Regions from separate parts of the Mus musculus genome. Here all the other regions are linked to region 3. The links are chromatin contacts, called in public Hi-C and HiChIP or PLAC-seq maps. All regions are on one chromosome and are shown on one strand. Each heading gives the region's core, a stretch centred on a gene start, on an enhancer-like site or on the middle of the called end of the contact. The rest is flanking DNA. Distances are from core to core; before and after follow the strand shown. Region 1 has its middle 24 kb from the start of Gm27166. Region 2 overlaps Gm27162 (predicted gene 27162). Region 3 has its middle 3.1 kb from the start of Gm31871.

What was found. A called contact is a pair of places that touch in the nucleus more often than the background predicts. HiChIP or PLAC-seq counts read pairs in DNA pulled down with a chosen protein or histone mark.
Region 1: a BATF HiChIP or PLAC-seq map of CD8 T cells shows a contact between it and region 3, with 6 read pairs. The contact joins two enhancer-like sites. A contact is called at or near these places in 2 of 15 datasets of contacts at CTCF or cohesin (the NIH/3T3 cell line and pro-B cells), 7 of 484 Hi-C or Micro-C datasets (CD4 T cells, Th1 cells, embryonic fibroblasts and 2 more) and 3 of 115 datasets of contacts at active chromatin or transcription factors (CD8 T cells, Th17 cells and Th2 cells).
Region 2: a contact with region 3 is called in a Hi-C map of CD8 T cells, with 5 times the contacts expected there. The contact joins two enhancer-like sites. A contact is called at or near these places in 4 of 15 datasets of contacts at CTCF or cohesin (the NIH/3T3 cell line, large pre-B cells, stem cell-derived epiblast-like cells and 1 more), 17 of 484 Hi-C or Micro-C datasets (CD4 T cells, CD4 single positive thymocytes, CD8 T cells and 7 more) and 19 of 115 datasets of contacts at active chromatin or transcription factors (CD4 T cells, CD4 single positive thymocytes, CD8 T cells and 13 more).

Annotation. Positions count from the first base shown.
Region 1 is chr9:33,006,197-33,009,963 of GRCm38.p6, reverse strand. No RefSeq gene overlaps it. Among named protein-coding and RNA genes, the nearest start is that of Gm27166, 24 kb to the left of the region's middle. Within about 2 kb of position 2,308, at least 21 of the 459 cell types and tissues checked have an H3K27ac peak or open chromatin away from gene starts, as enhancers often do. A contact at or near this core is called in CD8 T cells and Th1 cells, where this site is marked.
Region 2 is chr9:32,913,614-32,917,570 of GRCm38.p6, reverse strand. The region is part of intron 1 of Gm27162 (predicted gene 27162); the gene reads left to right. Among named protein-coding and RNA genes, the nearest start is that of Gm27162, 13 kb to the left of the region's middle. Within about 2 kb of position 1,715, at least 31 of the 459 cell types and tissues checked have an H3K27ac peak or open chromatin away from gene starts, as enhancers often do. A contact at or near this core is called in CD8 T cells and regulatory T cells, where this site is marked.
Region 3 is chr9:32,589,383-32,593,399 of GRCm38.p6, reverse strand. No RefSeq gene overlaps it. Among named protein-coding and RNA genes, the nearest start is that of Gm31871, 3.1 kb to the left of the region's middle. Within about 2 kb of position 2,604, at least 9 of the 459 cell types and tissues checked have an H3K27ac peak or open chromatin away from gene starts, as enhancers often do. A contact at or near this core is called in CD8 T cells, Th1 cells and regulatory T cells, where this site is marked.

The DNA of each region.
Region 1 (3,767 bases), core at 1,059-3,558, 420 kb before region 3:
CTTCCCACATTCCCTTTTTTACCCTGTGTGGCAAGAAATTGAACCCAGACCACACTTAGTTAAGTTCCATACTATCATCAGAATGTCAAAAATGTAGACATGGATTTAAGGCCTCCCTAGGATAGGTCTTGGGCTTATCCAGTGGCCCTGGTGACAAAACGGGTACTTAAAAGTGCACTTTGTTCAGTTCTGAGCCCCATTTTTTAATGGGGTTATTTGATTTTCTGAAGTCCACCTTCTTGAGTTCTTTATATATGTTGAATATTAGTCCCCTATCTGATTTAGGATAGGTAAAGATCCTTTCCCAATCTGTTGGTGGTCTTTTTGTATTATTGACAGTGTCTTTTGCCTTGCAGAAAAAATGGGGCTCAGAACTGAACAAAGAATTCTCACCTGAGGAATACCAAAAGGCAGAGAAGCACCTGAAAAAATGTTCAACATCCTTAATCATCAGGGAAATGCAAATCAAAACAACCCTGAGATTCTACCTCACACCAGTCAGAATGGCTAAGATCAAAAATTCAGGTGACAGCAGATGCTGGCGTGGATGTGGAGAAAGAGGAACACTCCTCCATTGTTGGTGGGATTGCAAGCTTGTACAACCACTCTGGAAATCAGTCTGGCGGTTCCTCAGAAAATTGGATATAGTACTACCGGAGGATCCAGTAATACCTCTCCTGGGCATATATCCAGAAGATGCCCCAACTGGTAAGAAGGACACATGCTCCACTGTCTTCATAGCAGCCTTATTTATAATAGCCAGAAGCTGGAAAGAACCCAGATGCCCCTCAACAGAGGAATGGATACAGAAAATGTGGTACATCTACACAATGGAGTACTACTCAGCTATTAAAAAGAATGAATTTATGAAATTCCTAGCCAAATGGATGGACCTGGAGGGCATCATCCTGACTGAGGTAACACATTCACAAAGGAACTCACACAATATGTACTCACTGATAAGTGGATATTAGCCCAAAACCTAGGATACCCAAGATATAAGATACAATTTCCTAAACACATGAAACTCAAGAAAAATGAAGACTGAAGTGTGGACACTATGCCCCTCCTTAGAAGTGGGAACAAAACACCCTTGGAAGGAGTTACAGAGACAAAGTTTGGAGCTGAGATGAAAGGATGGACCATGTAGAGACTGCCATATCCAGGGATCCACCCCATAATCAGCATCCAAACGCTGACACCATTGCATACACTAGCAAGATTTTATCGAAAGGACCCAGATGTAGCTGTCTCTTGTGAGACTATGCCGGGGCCTAGCAAACACAGAAGTGGATGCTCACAGTCAGCTAATGGATGGATCACAGGGCTCCCAATGGAGGAGCTAGAGAAAGTACCCAAGGAGCTAAAGGGATCTGCAACCCTATAGGTGGAACAACATTATGAACTAACCAGTACCCCGGAGCTCTTGACTCTAGCTGCATATGTATCAAAAGATGGCCTAGTCGGCCATCACTGGAAAGAGAGGCCCATTGGACACGCAAACTTTATATGCCCCAGTACAGGGGAACGCCAGGGCCAAAAAGGGGGAGTGGGTGGGTAGGGGAGTGGGGGTGGGTGGCTATGGGGGACTTTTGGTATACCATTGGAAATGTAAATGAGCTAAATACCTAATAAAAAATGGAAAAGAAAAAAAGTGCACTTTGGATTATACCTCTTAGTTTCCTTAAATCTGGTTTTAATGGCATTAAAGTGACCCAATTTATGACATTATACAGAAGTGTAAGGAAAACTGACAAAATGCTGGGAGGATGCCAATGCTCAAAAGCAGGGGCAGTTACAAAGCCAGGGTCTTGAGATGCCCAATGATTATGGAGACCTGTTCCACCCACAAGTCAATGATCTGATGGTCCAGATTTCCAAAGGATGCCCACTCTAGTCTGAAAGACTTGGAAAATATGCCAGAATCTTCCACCGTCAGATACTCTCCACACATTCACTGCTGTACACTAAATCTCTCTCTGAAGGACAGAGGTAAATGAGCCAAATATGGCAAGATTTAAACTGTGGTGCAAAGGAAGTGTGGGTGTTTGCAAAACCACATTTTGCTCACCTCACAGGCCTTCGACCTTTGGGGGGTGACTTTCAATTTGTCCTCTTACCTCCATGCTCATGCTGATTTAGAGAGGTGGGGGGGGGGCACTTCCCCAAGGACTCTGTGTCAAAGCACAGGAGATGGATTAGAGGTAATTAAGCCCATACTAGAAACTCAGCTGTCATTGGGACCTTTTGGCTATGTGGGCTCTTCAACAAGAACACTGGTAAATAATTGAGCTCTGGTTCAGAGTCCAGGGTCAAGGGTCAGACTTAAAACTGAAAGCAAAATGGAATGAAGCTGATATGTATGCCATTACCTTAACCCCAGTCGGGATGGGATGGAGATTCTTAGAGAACAAGATCAGAGGAGACTTCTTCCCAAGCTCTCCAGGAAGCAGCTCCATCTAGCATGGGCTTCATTTCTTTCCTCCTCCATGTCTAATATCTACCTAGGCAGAAACATTAATGGCATAGTTTCCAGTGAAAAGTTTGGTTATTTATGTGCATAGAAACATAATCATGAAAAGTTATTATTTCCCTAAGTTTTGCTCTCAAAGACAGGTATTTTCAGACCCACATAGGAAAAAAAAAAAAAAAAGCCTTTTGGTGAGAAGCCAGAGGGTTAAGTGAGCACTCTACTCCCTCTATCTGAGTTAAGACCAGCTCTACTGCTTCAATGATGTGAAGTATGTGAAGGAACCATTTGGTTCTGTTGAGCAGACATTGTATATCAAAGCAGATACTAAAGAAGTAAAAAACAAAGCAAGCAAACTGTATAAATCAAGATTCTCTAAAGCAACCAATGTGATAGAACAAATATGGTGTGTATTTGAGTAGCTTACAGACCTTGTCTCACTATGCTTAATAATACTGTCTCCAGAAGGAAAGTCCAAAATCCAGTAGTTGCTCAGACCTTGAGACTGGTTGTCTCACATGGTCTTCAGTATACACTGGAATCCCAAAGAAGTAGGCTCTAATACCAGTAACGGAATGGAATTTCCAGCCAGAGTAAAGGCAAGCAGACAGAGAAAAGGGGCTTTATTCTTCATGTCTTGTTAGCTGCTACCAGAAGGTGTGGCCCAGACCAAAGGTTGATAACTACCCCAAGTGATTCAATCGAGAAAAACCCCTAATAGGCATACCCAGATGCTTGGGTTTTAGTTCATTCCAGATGTGGTCAAGTTGACAATCAATAATAGCCATCACAAATCGATCCCTTGTCAACCTGACAGAAAATTGAATCTCCTTCCATTATACTTAATTTCAAAATTAAAACAGTAACCAGGTCATAATTATGCCTAACTTGATATAATCATGTTGAGCCTAGATAAGAGCCTTGCTCCAATTTATGAAGAACAGAGAATCACAAGGACAAAGAGCTGTTTAAAGTTTGATTCCACATTGTTTTATAACTCTGCTCTGAGGTCAGAGCCTGCTTTAGTTACTTGTCTCATTATGCAACAAAGCACCTAGTGAAAGACACTTAAAGAAGGAAGGATATCCCATGATGAGAAAGTTGTGGTGACAGGAACTTGAGACAGATGGTTTCACTCACAGACAGAAAGCATAGAGGAATGAATGCTAGTGTTTGGTTTGATTTCCTTTCTTATTCACCCTGGGCCTCTAGTCCATGATATGGTGCTAGCCACAGTTAAGGTAGATCTTTATACCTAATTAACCTAATCCAGATAATCCTTCAAAGTCATGCTCAG
Region 2 (3,957 bases), core at 466-2,965, 330 kb before region 3:
GAAAACATGATGGAGATTTTCTGTGTTCCTCTCCTATCTAAAAAACCCTCTGTCACCCAGAACTAAAAATACTAAAATGGAAGATAGAAAACCTGAATCCCCTCCCTCTCCTTGGCTAAAATGACATGACTGACTCCATCTCTCATCCCAGTCAGGCAAGGATCTTGTTCTCTACTTCTTTGAATTATCAGAAGAGCTGGACGGCATCCTGAGATAGTCTTCATGCTCCCTGCAACATTCTCCCAGGGCTCAGCCTTACAGAAGATGGAAGGCCTTTTAGTAAAGCAAAAAGACAGGCCAAACTTCTTAAGAACATGACAAATGTTCAAATTTTGTCATGTTTTATCTGGTATTAAAAGCTTGTAGAAATTTCTTCAATCAGGAAACAGTTTCTGGGTCCTACCACAGATTAGAACCAAAAGTTAAAATTCAACTTCCTATGTAAGGCATAGATAAATGACTAGTGTTACTGGAGAAGGAGTAACAGCTAGGCTAATCTTGATGGTTTTTTATCAAGCAGATGATTAAGAAGCAACAGCTAAGTTTTTGGCTTATAGTCTTGGCTTGGATCCAACACTTGATATAGCAAAAACTAATAAATAAGGGCTGGTGAGACGAATCAATGGCTAAAGGCATCTGTCCCCATGCCTGACAACCCATGTGGTGGAAAGACAGAACTGACTGCACACATTGTCCTTTGATCTACACATGTGTACCTGGGCATGCAGGCACGCGTACACACACACACACACACACACACACACACACACACACTTGTAACAAAATACAGTAAACTATGTTTAAATGTAACTGTTGACTATTTAAATAAATTTATATAATATTTAAATGTTTCAACTTTACAAACATTATTAAGTAACTCATTCTATCTTAAAATTACCTCCATGATTATATACTAAATTCAGAAAATTCATTTATAACTTGGATTCATACCAACAAAGACGAAAAGACATGTTCTTAATATGATGAATAAACTATAACCTCTCATATTCCTGTAATTGTCTTGACTGCTCAGAAACCCAGGCAGTGCTAAAGCTCAAAGTAACTTCACCAGCCTGTGCATCTGTGTCTTCTTAGGCGTGTGCTCTACAGATTTCTATCATGAGAAGATTTTCAGAGCATTTTGCTCCCAGCTGCAGATTTACAATACTACCAGCGTATTGACAATTCTAAGACACCAAACAAGAAATGCTTTTACTCTTTTTGCTCATCTCTTCCTAAATGGAGGCATCCACAGAACCCACCTCCACCTGATACCTTTTATCCCAGATCACATGAAATCAAAACATTAGCAACCTTGTTATGGTTGGTTTCTTTCTTCTCCTGGTCTAGGTTATTTTTTGGTTTTCTTCTTTCTGTATCTACTTAGGATGCACAAATTAAAACATAAACAACAAACTGTGGACATGGGTCTGTGTGTGTGTGTGTGTGTGTGTGTGTGTGTGTGTGTGTGCGTGTGCATGCTCACACACATATGCACATATGGAGAGTGGCAGAGGGGATTAGAGAGAGGAGAAATCAGTTCTCCTCTGCAGCTCTATTCTTGTCCCAGTGGCTATCTTTGTGTACTGTGCTGTGTGTATATTTGTTAAAAATCAGGTCACCGTTTCAGTTAGGCTGCCCCACTATTGGTCCCCAGTTGTTCCTGGCAGGGCTGTACATGAACAAGAGCCTTCTAGGGAAAACCCAAAGTCTTTCAGGAAGTGGTCTGTGATGGTGTGCTATAGTAACTGATGAGTTTCCTTCTGAGTCAGGGATACCACAAGGGGGTCCCCAGGAATTGACATCTCTCTGAGAAGATAGAAAGATATTCTGAGACTGAAGTCATGACTGCCTCTTCTGTAGCTAAGGACCCTGGAGATTAATAGAATACCAACCAGATCTGAGTCCAGTTCCTCCGCACTCCAAACGCCTCTCACTTCTTATTGCTACCCTTGTCTGCAGCACCTGTGGCCTTTGCTTTTGGTTTCAGCTCCTTTACTCTGAAAGGCAGGCCCGCAGACTGCATCTCCTTGTCATGGAGGTACCTGTTGGACACATTTTACATTTGCTCCAAAAGCTTTCCTGTGAAAACACTCAGCTAAAAATACTTTTGGAGAACATAGTCTGCATGAACAACAGGAGCCAACCCTTCTCCAACATGGAAAGGCCTTTAGCTCCCTCCTTCCACTGTCTCCAGGCACACAGTCCTCTAAGACACCTCTGGTGTCTTATAAGAAATTAATATGGCTGCATGGAGGCTAGTCCTCATGATTTTGTCAAACTCATGAGCAAAATAATTGTAAAATGAAAATAAACAGGTGTGCTTACACCTTGCATTTCTTCTTTAGGCAGTGTATATCTAAAAAAAAAATAATAATAATAATAAAAAGAATCTAATGATGGCCATGAGCAACTTCATGGTCAAGTAAAGCCTAGGAAGTGTGTGGTTCTTAATAAAAAAAAATGAGTTGAGTAAATAAAGAAATAGACTCACAACAGTGTCTTCAGAAACTACCAACATTGGTGTTTTACTTAGGCAAGAAAAAAAAAAATCCAGGACATTAAATAATTAGGTCACCCACTATCACCCAAAGAAGTGCTTCCTCAAGAGAAACACACATCTTGCCCAGCAAAGCCAAAGTGTGAGTCTTCTGGTCTGTACCAGTGGCAGGACACGGTAGATACCACCTGAATAAGCGGGCCCTTGCTAAGTGACATAAGTCATATCCTATAGGACAAACACTGCAAGAATCTACATAGATCAGGTATTCAGAAGAGGTGTGAAGATTAATTCAACATGTACAGGAAGAAAATAGAATGGCAGTTAGTTACCAGGCACTGTGTAGATGGGTAGAATTGGGAGTTGGTATTACATGAGTGCAGAGTTTCAGTTTGGGGATGTGATATAGAATAGATCTGCAGATGACCATGGCAGTGGCTGCATTACACTGTCATGCACTCAGTGCCACGGATTTAGGCCCTGTAAAATGGTAAGGCAGTAAATTTAATTTCATGTATAATTTAAAACTTAGGGAAAGAGGACTGGAAAGAAGGCATTAGAGAGTGCAAGCTGTCACACCAGTATTTGGATCCCTACACGTAGGTGACAAGCAGGCAACACGCAAATGCCCAGTATCTAACTCCAAAGGATCTGACACTCCTACCTGACCAGGGAATGTGTACAGGCATATGCACCCACATATGCACAGGCATTCACACACATATACAAATAAATGGCTACATCTCTTTTTAAAATTCAAGGTAAGTGGTTAAGGGTTAAGGTTATATATAATATTCTAAAACTAATATCTGCAATTTCTTTACAAATATAAATTTATTTTCCCCTAATCACAAAAAGGTTTATTTAACACATCACACACACACACACACACACACACACACACACACACACACACACACACACCGGAGTGACAGAGACATACACACAGAGAGAATGAGAAAAACACATTCCTGGATTTCACACTAAACTTTTGGGATGTAGGATATTGGCAAGTGACCAAGATGCCACATTTCAACACATCTAAACTTTAAGAACCACTAGGTTTAAACTGTGCCTAATGATCGTTGGTTTTTTTTTGTTTTGTTTTGTTTTGTTTTGTTTTGTTTTTGTGTGTGTGTGTTTTCTTTTCTTTTCTTTTGTTTTAAATTACTGTCTTCCTACTTTGACCAATGGATGAATAAAAGTTAAGTAAGAATTCTCAGAACCATTTTTTGATGCAGATAGTGCCTTAGCACCATGCTCTTACCAGATTTCTGATCCCAAAATGGGCCACTAGCATTGTATCTAACTCCTGAATGAATGGTGTTGAGATAGCCATCTTTGTTTTTCCCTAAATCTCACCTCTGTCCCTACCCCCTTCCACCTCTCTGCCTTGTAAAAAGGCTCTAACCCTGGGAAATGGAGTGCACTGATTGGGTCGTGACCAGGCTTATTTT
Region 3 (4,017 bases), core at 1,355-3,854:
CTTAGACCAGAGCAGAGAAGGTGAACAGATGAACAGTGACCACGAAGCTAGGAAGCTTAGGGCCAGGATGAGGGAGCCTCCTGGAGATTCCAAAGACCTTCAGGTGTGTTTCATCTTGCTTCTGCAAGATGGCCTGGTCATTCTGCCTGAAGCAAGGGTCTTTTTGATAAGGGTGAACTTTGAAGAGTGGGAGAAGGTGGGGGCACAGAACAGGGTCTCAGCTCTGCAAAGGAAAGAGACAAGAACTGACAGAGATAAGTGTATTTGACCTTCAGCCCTGGCCACTGCTCAGAAAGTTAACACTGGCAATTTAAGGAGCCCTGGACTTGAATTACAAAGGCCAGGGCCTTAGCACGACCACTCTGTTAGATGTGATAGATCTAGGGCATTTAAGCCACCTCTCGGGCTCTGTGCCCTGTTAAACAGAATTGTTCACAAGATTGTTAGGGAAGCTAAGTGGAGCGTGTTTAATTCGGAAATGGTCTGGTGGTACCCAGAAGTCATGGGATTAGACAATTCCCTCTTCTCTTGTTTTCTCTTCTTTTCTTTGTCTTCTTTTCTTTCTTTCCTCCACCTTTTCTAGTGAGTATAGCACCCCAGGCTTCCTGGACGCTAGGCAAGCTCTCTTCTACCACCAAACTGTACCCTCTCCCCTAGAGGAGTTCTCTTTGGAGCCGGGCCAGCCTCCTTCTTTCCAGTGACAGCAAGGACACTACCCACCATTGTGCACAGACAAAGGCCAATTGTGGGCCTCTGTGGATTCTTCAAGAAAAAATGTAAGACCAACCCAGGAGGCTCCCTGAGGAGGAGGCCAATGTAGAGCCAGCTCGAGGATCCCAAAGTGGATGTGGTAATGCCCCAGGTGGATAAAGGCTGGCATTTTGAGACAGTTGGCTTCTCCTGGTGACAGCTACCTAGGGAAGACACTCAATTTAGAAACTCAGCTTTGGTGAATAAGCAAAGGAAAAATAATTCTAATTACTTCCCAGGGTTGCTGTGTTCCCTGGCAGGCTGCATTCCTGCTAGCATTAAAAGGAGTTAAACATTTGTTTTATCCTGTCATGGAGAGACAAGCTCTAAGACACCTTCCCTGACAAGGTTAAAGCTGCCGCCTGCCCTTGACGCTGTCTTCAGAGTTGCTGTGTGTCTTGTTGCTGCTTTTTGTGTTTTGTTTTGTTTTAAGACCGTTTTGTATCTTTCTCTATCAAGTACGCTGAGCAAAACAAAGGAAAAACCACAGGTTGCAATAACCTTGACTTCTGAAAAGTCCTCTGGTTCCTGCAGTAGAGCGAGTTTGTTTTTTGAGATCTGTTTTGTCACAAAGATAAAAGTCTCAGCAGTTAGCGTTTCAGCCCTTTGAGTTTGTCTTTCTCATCCTGTGAAATTTCAAATTGTACTGTGGAGTGTAGTAGCCTGGAACTTGAAGAACATGGCTCAATGGCGCCCTCTTAAGGCCAAGAAGGAGAGGTACAGGAAAAGAGGATACGGTGTCTAGAGCATGCCTGGCCAGCCAGGGTAAGTTCCCACGTAGGCAGGATCCGCTGCTCCCTGTGTAACAAAACCGAGCAGCTGCATTAGTCATCCAGTCCAGACACACCGTGCAGATGTGGGTGCTCCCGCCACACAGTTGAGAAGGGGTTGGGCTTAGGCATTAAACAGGCCTTGGATTCAAGTCCCGCACAGGGTTGTTACTTAGCCTCTTTGACTCAGTTTCTCTCTTTACATGATATAAAATATTATGAGCATTAAGATAGGAGCATCCTTTGCTCTCTTTTGGAAATTGGTTCTAGGACCACCACCCAGGCCTCTCAAAGAGTAAAGTCCATACCCGGTTCCAAATGCTTTAAACAACGTAACCGCTGTGTAGATAGCTGTTACACAGTAGTGTTTAGAGAACTATAACAACACACCCAGTTACTACAGATAAAGTATCCCAGGCCAGGCTGAAGAGTGTACAGAGCCATGTCTGGGGGGGTGGGGGGCTGTCTATTCTCTCTCTCTCTCTCTCTCTCTCTCTCTCTCTCTCTCTCTCTCTTTCTCTCTCTCTCTCCCTCTCTCTCTCTCCTTGCCATTTATTTGCTCTCAACATGCACCGAACTATTTCATTCTCACAGACCCTGTGATCTATGGTGTATTATTATCTACTTTATAACAACAAGAAACCAGGCCCATGGTGAGTTGATAGTTACCCCATCTCATAGTTGGCACAGGCAGGCTTGAGTCCGGGTGGTATGGCCTGGAGACCCAACAACCCTGCGCATAGGACTCCTGCTCACTGGCAGACTGCCCTTCTGCTGGGAGAGCAAAGAAGAAACAGTGTGGCTGGCCTGGCATAAAATAATTAATAGGAACTTGAGTTAGACTCTGGTTCTTGATAGGTCATTTCCAGAAGAGGCAGGTCCTTGGGTCCATCTGTGCTGTCTCGTGCAATAGGGCTTCTTTCATTGATAAAGGTAAACAATATTTTGTTGTAAGTATCTACCACATTTGATTGCTCTATTTAGCTGTCAAAAATAGTTAGGCTATTTTTCACCCCTTAGCCACTGTCAACGATGCTGTAAGAACCATGAAAATGCAGTGCTAGTTCTCTACAAGATGCTGACGTCAGCTCCTCTGGGAAAAGGCCCTGGAGCAGATTCTTCCCTGGGTCTCCGTTAGTTTTAGGTTGCCATGGCAGCGGCATCTTTCTGCATCCCCATCAACAGTGCAAAGGTTCCAATTGCCCATACCCTCAACAATGTTTATTCTTGTTTTGATAATGCTGTCTGACAGGTGTATGATATTTTCTCATCGTGAGGGAAGAATACAGGAATGAAATGTCATATTGACAATGTAAAAAACCAGTAAATGATATTTGGACAGTCTGCATGCTGTCCAAATCTGACTTTAAAAATATATATATCAATATACCCTAACTACAAATTCTTAGTATTTTTTTATTATTCAAAATTCCTTATTGGTATTTACCCTCAGAAGTTGGAGGGGGCAATCAGTTCCGAAAGCACTTCCTACCTAGATATGCTATTCGTGTTTCTTTAAAAAGTGAGCCCCTCTGGGCATGGTGCATTTTTATGAAAAGGCTAGGTAAGTTTGGGGTAGGAGGACAGAGCTGAAAAGTCTGTCGTCTTTGTGGATAGGGGAAGCCACATTTAAAGGGCATTTTTTCTTCAGAAAGAGACCTCTTAGAACAGAAGTTCAAGCAAGAACATTCTTTCAGCTAAAGGCCTCTCTCCTCCTACTGACTGGCTCCATCCCTTGACAAAGACACGAACTCTGCTTTGTAGCGACCCCTGCTGGCCATATGCACGTGGTACAATGTAGCCAACTACCCGTTCCTCCTGAGATGCTGATAAAAAACAGAGGCCAGCATATAGGCAGCCCCTCCTAGTCTCTTCTGCCTTCTGAGTTCTGGACTATCGTGAGTTAAGAGAAACCTTCCTGGTCGCCCAGCCTTTTGCCTAGGAGCTGCTAAGGACAGAGATGGGCAGACACGAACCCTTCCCCCTAGACGTTTAGAGATGACTACAGAAGAGAGGGTATCATGCATGCTAGAGCGTGGCATTGCAGCGAAGAGGGGGCCCCCATATATAAGCACTAGAACGTTGGCAGAAGAGGCGCTGTGTGAGCTTCTCTGGAGCACTGAAGCAGAGAGTGTGCCGAGGTCTAAGGAGGACGCATGCTGGGGGGGGGGGGGACACACACACGACAGGGCTCCCGCTGAGGTGGGAACAGTGGTATGGGAAGGTTTCCTCTGCGCTTCTAAGGCTCCTCCTCCTGATGATGTTTAAAGCAGAGCTCTCCTCTTCCGAGAATAAGGAACATGAGTGAGGTGGGCTTTCAGAACCCTCACTAAGGAAGAGGTTGGCTACGCCCCTCCCAGAGACCCTTGGCTTCTCTGTTAAGACACCATTTGTCACTTCTTTGCTCAAGACTGTTGGGTGCAGTAATGACCACAAGGGCAGTCTAGGGAGGCAGGTAAGTTCTTTTCATCTAAAGCTGGTGGGAAAAAAAATCTCT